Regions from separate parts of the Sus scrofa genome. Here region 1 is linked to region 2. The links are chromatin contacts, called in public Hi-C maps. All regions are on one chromosome and are shown on one strand. Each heading gives the region's core, a stretch centred on a gene start, on an enhancer-like site or on the middle of the called end of the contact. The rest is flanking DNA. Distances are from core to core; before and after follow the strand shown.

Evidence for each region. A called contact is a pair of places that touch in the nucleus more often than the background predicts.
Region 1: a Hi-C map of liver shows a contact between it and region 2, with 3 times the contacts expected there. The contact joins the promoter of PSME4 here to the promoter of LOC110260125 in region 2. A contact is called at or near these places in 1 of 5 promoter capture datasets (fetal skeletal muscle) and 2 of 47 Hi-C or Micro-C datasets (embryonic fibroblasts and liver).

The regions. Positions count from the first base shown.
Region 1 is chr3:87,230,125-87,232,824 of Sscrofa11.1, forward strand. PSME4 (proteasome activator complex subunit 4) reads left to right here and starts at 1,386. Exons shown (of 47, transcript XM_003125150.6): 1 at 1,386-1,883. The coding sequence starts at 1,642. ACYP2 (acylphosphatase-2) reads right to left here and starts at 1,252. Exons shown (of 5, transcript XM_021088229.1): 1 at 1,061-1,252.
Region 2 is chr3:86,582,156-86,584,855 of Sscrofa11.1, forward strand. LOC110260125 reads right to left here and starts at 1,377. Exons shown (of 5, transcript XM_021088405.1): 1 at 1,279-1,377. The coding sequence starts at 1,377.

The DNA of each region.
Region 1 (2,700 bases), core at 136-2,635, 650 kb after region 2:
TCTGTTTTACTCTTCATGTCCAGTCAACTACCAAGCGCAGGCATTTCAACGGACATGAGCGCCACCATTAAGTCACATCTCCTTAAAGGGTCCACCAGCTTCCAATTTTATCTGTTCTAATCCATTCTCCACACAAACCCAGAGTGATTCTTCAAAAACATAAATTATATAATGCCTCTTCTATGCTTATCAATTTTCAGCTTCTTGTTGCCTTTAAGATAAAGCTCTAGGAGTTCCTGTCATGGCCTAGCAGAAACAAATCTGACTAGTACCCATGAGGACGCAGGTTCTATCCCTGGTTGGGGTCGGGGATCTGGCATTGCCGTGAGCTGTGGTGTAGGTTGCAGACTTGGCTCAGATCCTGCATTGCTGTGGCTGTAGCATAGGCTGGCAGCTGCAGCTTAGATTCCACCCCTAGCCTGGGAACTTCCATATGGCACCGCAGCTGCTCTAAATAAGACCAAAAAAATAAATAAATAAATAAAAATTTTTAAAAAAGGATAAAGCTCTAAAAACTCCCTAGCATGTCCTTCTCAGTCTCAGTAATTTACTCCCCTCTCTACTAACCGCCTGCAGTCATTCTGAACTTTGAATTCCTGGAATGCAGGCTTGCAGCCTATGCTGCTCCCTCAGCTGAAATATATGTATGTTCCTCTCTCTTCTTTTTCTAATCGGTTCGGCACTTAACCCTTAAGCTCAACGCTACATGTAATTTCTAGGAAACCATCTTAAGTTTCCCAGAAATACAGTGTGAAGTCATCTTTAGGTGTTCCCAAGACATTCTGTACTTATCTAGCAGTATTGTCTTGTAATTGCATATTCTCTAATCAAGAGATCCACGCGATGTAAAGCCCCTGGAGCGCAGAAACCAGGTGCTCTAAAACTTTCCAACTCTAGGGCCTAAAATAAGTGTCTGACACACAGTAGTAGTTCAATTAATATTTGCTGAATGTTGAACTCTTTTCTTTGGAATGAGGGCGGCCAAAAGAATGCCAGAAAGACAAGGGCTTAAAGGGGTCACTAAAAAATCGATAAGCAGCAAGTGGGACGGATAGAGTACCTAGGTTTTTCCATAAACTCGGCATGGGGCACTACGTCGACTGTCTCATCGGAGGCCACGGCGACTAGCGGTTCCTGAGGGCAGCCGCAAGCAGTGCGAGACCCTAGGCGAGGAAGGACAATAACTTGGAATTCGGACTCGATTTCCGGCGGGACAGCCTCGCGCTGGGCCGCTGAGGCCCAGGGGTGGGGGCTCGGAGCCCGGCCCACAGGGAGGAAGGCGCTGCCCGCTGGGCTGCCTCTGCGGCCGCCTCCTCCTCCGACGCCGTCGCCCCTCCCCACCCCGCCCCGCCCCGGAAGTGACTTGAGGCCGGTCCGGAACCTCCGGGCCCGGCGGCTGCAGCGTCACCAGCCGAGCCGGTGCGGAGCGGGCTGAGCGGCCGCTGCCGCCGCCAACGAACCGGGCACCGCGCGGGGGTCAGCAGCGCGCCGGCCAGGGGAGGGGGCCCAGCAATAGGGCAGAGGGTTACGGGCCGCCGGCGGCCGCAGGGCGACGACGACGCGGAGGAGGCGGAGCCCGGAGAGGGGTGGGGGCCGGGGAGGGTTAGGGTGGGAGGGGGTTGGGGGGTTGTCCCTGGGCTCATGGAGCCGGCCGAACGGGCAGGCGGCGGGGATCCCTCGGAACCGGGCGGGCGTCCAAGTCCGAACCCGCGGGGCTTCGTCCCGCAAAAGGAGATCGTCTACAACAAGCTGCTGCCCTACGCCGAGCAGCTGGACGCCGAATCCGACTTGCAGCTGGCCCAGATCAAAAGCAACCTGGGCCGGGCGGTGCAGCTCCAAGAGCTGTGGCCCGGGGGCCTCTTCTGGACTAGGAAACTCTCCACGTAAGTGTTCCAGGGCCTGCGGAACGGACTAGAGGCGAAGGCTTGGTTTGAGGGCGTCCGCGGGAGGCGGGGGGACGGCTCTTTGTGGGCACCGGACCCCTGCACTCTCATCTCTGTCCGGTTAGGGCGGATCGTCTCTGTGCTGTAGTCCCAGGGCCGCGACCGAAGCCTGGGTAGCACTCAAGGTTCCCTAACACTTTCCTGTGGGATCTCCCTGGTCCTCACCAGCCCATTACGTCCTCCGCAGCTGCTTTTCCCCAAGATTTCGTGTTGTTGTCTTCCAACATTCGGGGCCTCAGGGAGCGAGAGGGCTTTGGGCTCCCAGGGGAAAGAGGTGAGCGGTCCCCCAAGGGTCCTTCTTGGACCTTTGCCCACTTCGGGGCGAGTGGAGAAGATTGGTCTTTGGGTGAGCAATTCGACTTTTTCTGGTGTTGCCTTCGATTCTTTCTTCCCCCATGGTCCCTGCCTCTTCCTGTCCTTTATTTCGTGTCTACTAACTTTCTGAATGAGAAAAAGGCCGTAGGGAACTTACGGTTCTGCTTTATTGGGCCTTCTCAGCCTTCGTGGATTTCATTGAAAGGATTGGTTTAAATCAGCCGTCAGCGCATTCTTGAGCTGTGTACTATACGTTAATGTTGAGAATGTTGAGTCTTAGAACCTCGGGAAAGAGTATGTTGCTCCTGTTGTGACATTTCCTTTGGAAATGAGCGGTACTAAGGAAAATAGAGAAGAGAGCTGTCAGGCTGTCCCGGGCGTTATTGGTATCGGGCTTATGTTAATTTTTGAGTTGCTTATAGATTACCTAAATCCGTTTCAG
Region 2 (2,700 bases), core at 127-2,626:
AAGTTTTAAAAATAAAAACTGTTCTCAGTAATTAGATTGGTGGTGGTATTATTGCTATTCTGCGTTTATGCATGTATTTTGGGATAAAGCACATGAGTAATTTATAGGATATTCTAATTCTATGCCTCCTGTATCCTTGAGAGCCCTGATCCTGATTCTGATTCTGAGCGAAAATGATTAGGACACAATATAGGAAATCTTAAGAAAAAAACCCCACAGTCCTGAATTCAGGTTATTTTCTCTTAGCTTAATCCACCGATAAACCCAGGAAACAAGGACAAACTAGTAGCAACAGGCTTTGCTAGCACACAAATTATAGTTGTGAAATAATATTTTCCATGCAAAGAAACCAGGGATTCTTAGAGAAATCTCTGATTGCAGGTCTGCAAGAAATGTCCTGGATGAGCCTGGGACACTGTCATGCCAGATGAGGAAGGTGTCAAAGATTTCTAGGTTGTATTAAAAGGCCTCAGAAGCCAGTTTGAAGGGTCTTCCACCAGCCAAAGATGAGACATTTTAAGGTTTCAAAAAGGGTAATTTATTGAGGGTTGGTGTTGAAAAATGGAAAGTGAAAATTTCACCATGACTTTCAATGGTGAGAAAAGTCTTGAGATTTGGTGGACAGGAGTTTTACTTTTTTTCTTTGATGGCTTTCTGGGTTATGGATCATGGTTAGAAAGGCCAGCTCAAATCATGGTAGAGACTCAAGTATTTATCCTAGTTCTCCTACACGAATCCTACCACTAGATGAAATATTTAAGTATTCCAATGGATAATGAAACGAATGTAACCTGAAGCAAATATCATAGCCCCATCCTATACACAACCAACCCTAAAAGTGCCAAAAACTTGGTGAGAAGATAACACTGCTCAGTTTGGGACACCGAAGATCTGTGGCCATATGAAGCTTCATCATTCTAGGTACCTCCAAGAAAACACAACACCGAGGCTGGTGAACTGAAGATGCATTCCAACTTCAGAGGTATTCCAATGTAACAAAAGCGGCCTTTAATTAAACAAGAATGTCCACTTCCTAGTCTTAATTTACTGCTTCTCACATCTCAGAAATACCCACAAACCAGTTTTATCACCCCTCCTGTATCAAAAATTCAAGTAACATAGTGCATTATAGAAGCAAAAACATACACAATTCTTAAAATTTAAAAGTGTATGGTTTTTAAAAAGCCACTATTTAGCCTGACAAGATTGAAGATCACGATCCTACACAGCCTATAACTTCAGCCCATGGACATGACGTTGTTGGGATTTACTAATCACATCTGCCGATGTCGGCATCTGACAACCCCCAGAAGCCAGGCTTCTATGGCTGTTCCACCTCTCGCTGCCCATCGTCTTCCACTTTCTGGCCTCAGGCATCCTCCGCAGGGGCAGTGAAGGGAGCACATACCACCACACCCAGGCGGTGGGGTCTGCAAAACCTCTGGAATTATGTGCAAAATGTTCCATCCATATTTACTTTTTGTGGGATTCTGGGACTGCTGGTTGATTTCCTTTGGAGTGTAGCCTGCCTGCCATCTGCCGGGCTTTGTCAGGTAGGCTGTAATCATGGTTATTTTCCAAGATGCTTTTTCTGACTAAACATTTTGGTCTGAGGTTCACCTGTTGAGAACTGAACAACTTGATTCCAATACAGAGTAAGGCAAGGGCAAGAGCATGTCATGGTGAGATAAATGGTCTTGGGTACAGGTGAGAAGAGAGGAGGAGACGGCGAGGTCTCAATTCGCCCTGGGGAAGCAGAAGGCTCTGATGCCAGAAAGTGGCGGAGCCCAGGACTGATGTCACACGAGGCATGGCCTCTGTGGAAGAAATTACTGAAAACCTGTAACACTGGCACCCATTGCTGCTTTATGTAAGAAAACATGCAAGTGGTATAGAGTCCATAGAACCAGATAAAATAGACAAGCATAACATGGATATCTAACCCTTGACCCCTGCTGGCAGCGAAGTGACCCACAGGCCACACCTTGCCTGTCATCTGTTTTTGTATGATCTCTGTAAAATATTTTACACCTTAAATGTTTTTTATTTTTATTTATTATTTATTTTTTTTGCTTTTTAGGGCTGCACCCTCGGCCTATGTAGGTTCCCAGGCTAGGGGTCAAATAGGAGCTACAGCTGCTGGCCTGCACCACAGTCACAGCAACATGGATTCCGAGCCGTGTCTGCAACCTATACCATAGCTCATGGCCACACTGGATCCTTAACCCACCGAGCAAGACCAGGGATCAAACCCTCAACCTCATGGTTACTAGTCGGATTCATTTCTGCTGTGTCACAAAGGGACTCCTTAAATGTTTTCTTAAAAAAAAGTCAAAAAGATTCATATATATGTTATAATTTTGTTTTTTTAGGGCCACACCCGAGGCATATGGAAGTTTCCAGGCTAGGAGTCGCATTGGAGCCGCAGCCACCAGCCTGCACCAAAGCCACAGCAACATGAGATCCAAGCCACATCTGCAACCTACACCACAGCTCACAGCAACGGCAGATCCCTATTAACCCAATGAGCAAGGCCAGGGATAGAACCCACTTCCTCATGGATACTAGTCAAGTCTGTGCTGAGCCATAAAGGGAACTCCCCAAAAGAAATACCGTGGCACGTGAAAATGATAGGAAATTCAAATTTGTGACCATGCATGAAGTTTTACTGGAACACAACCATAGCCAATGGCTCATGTA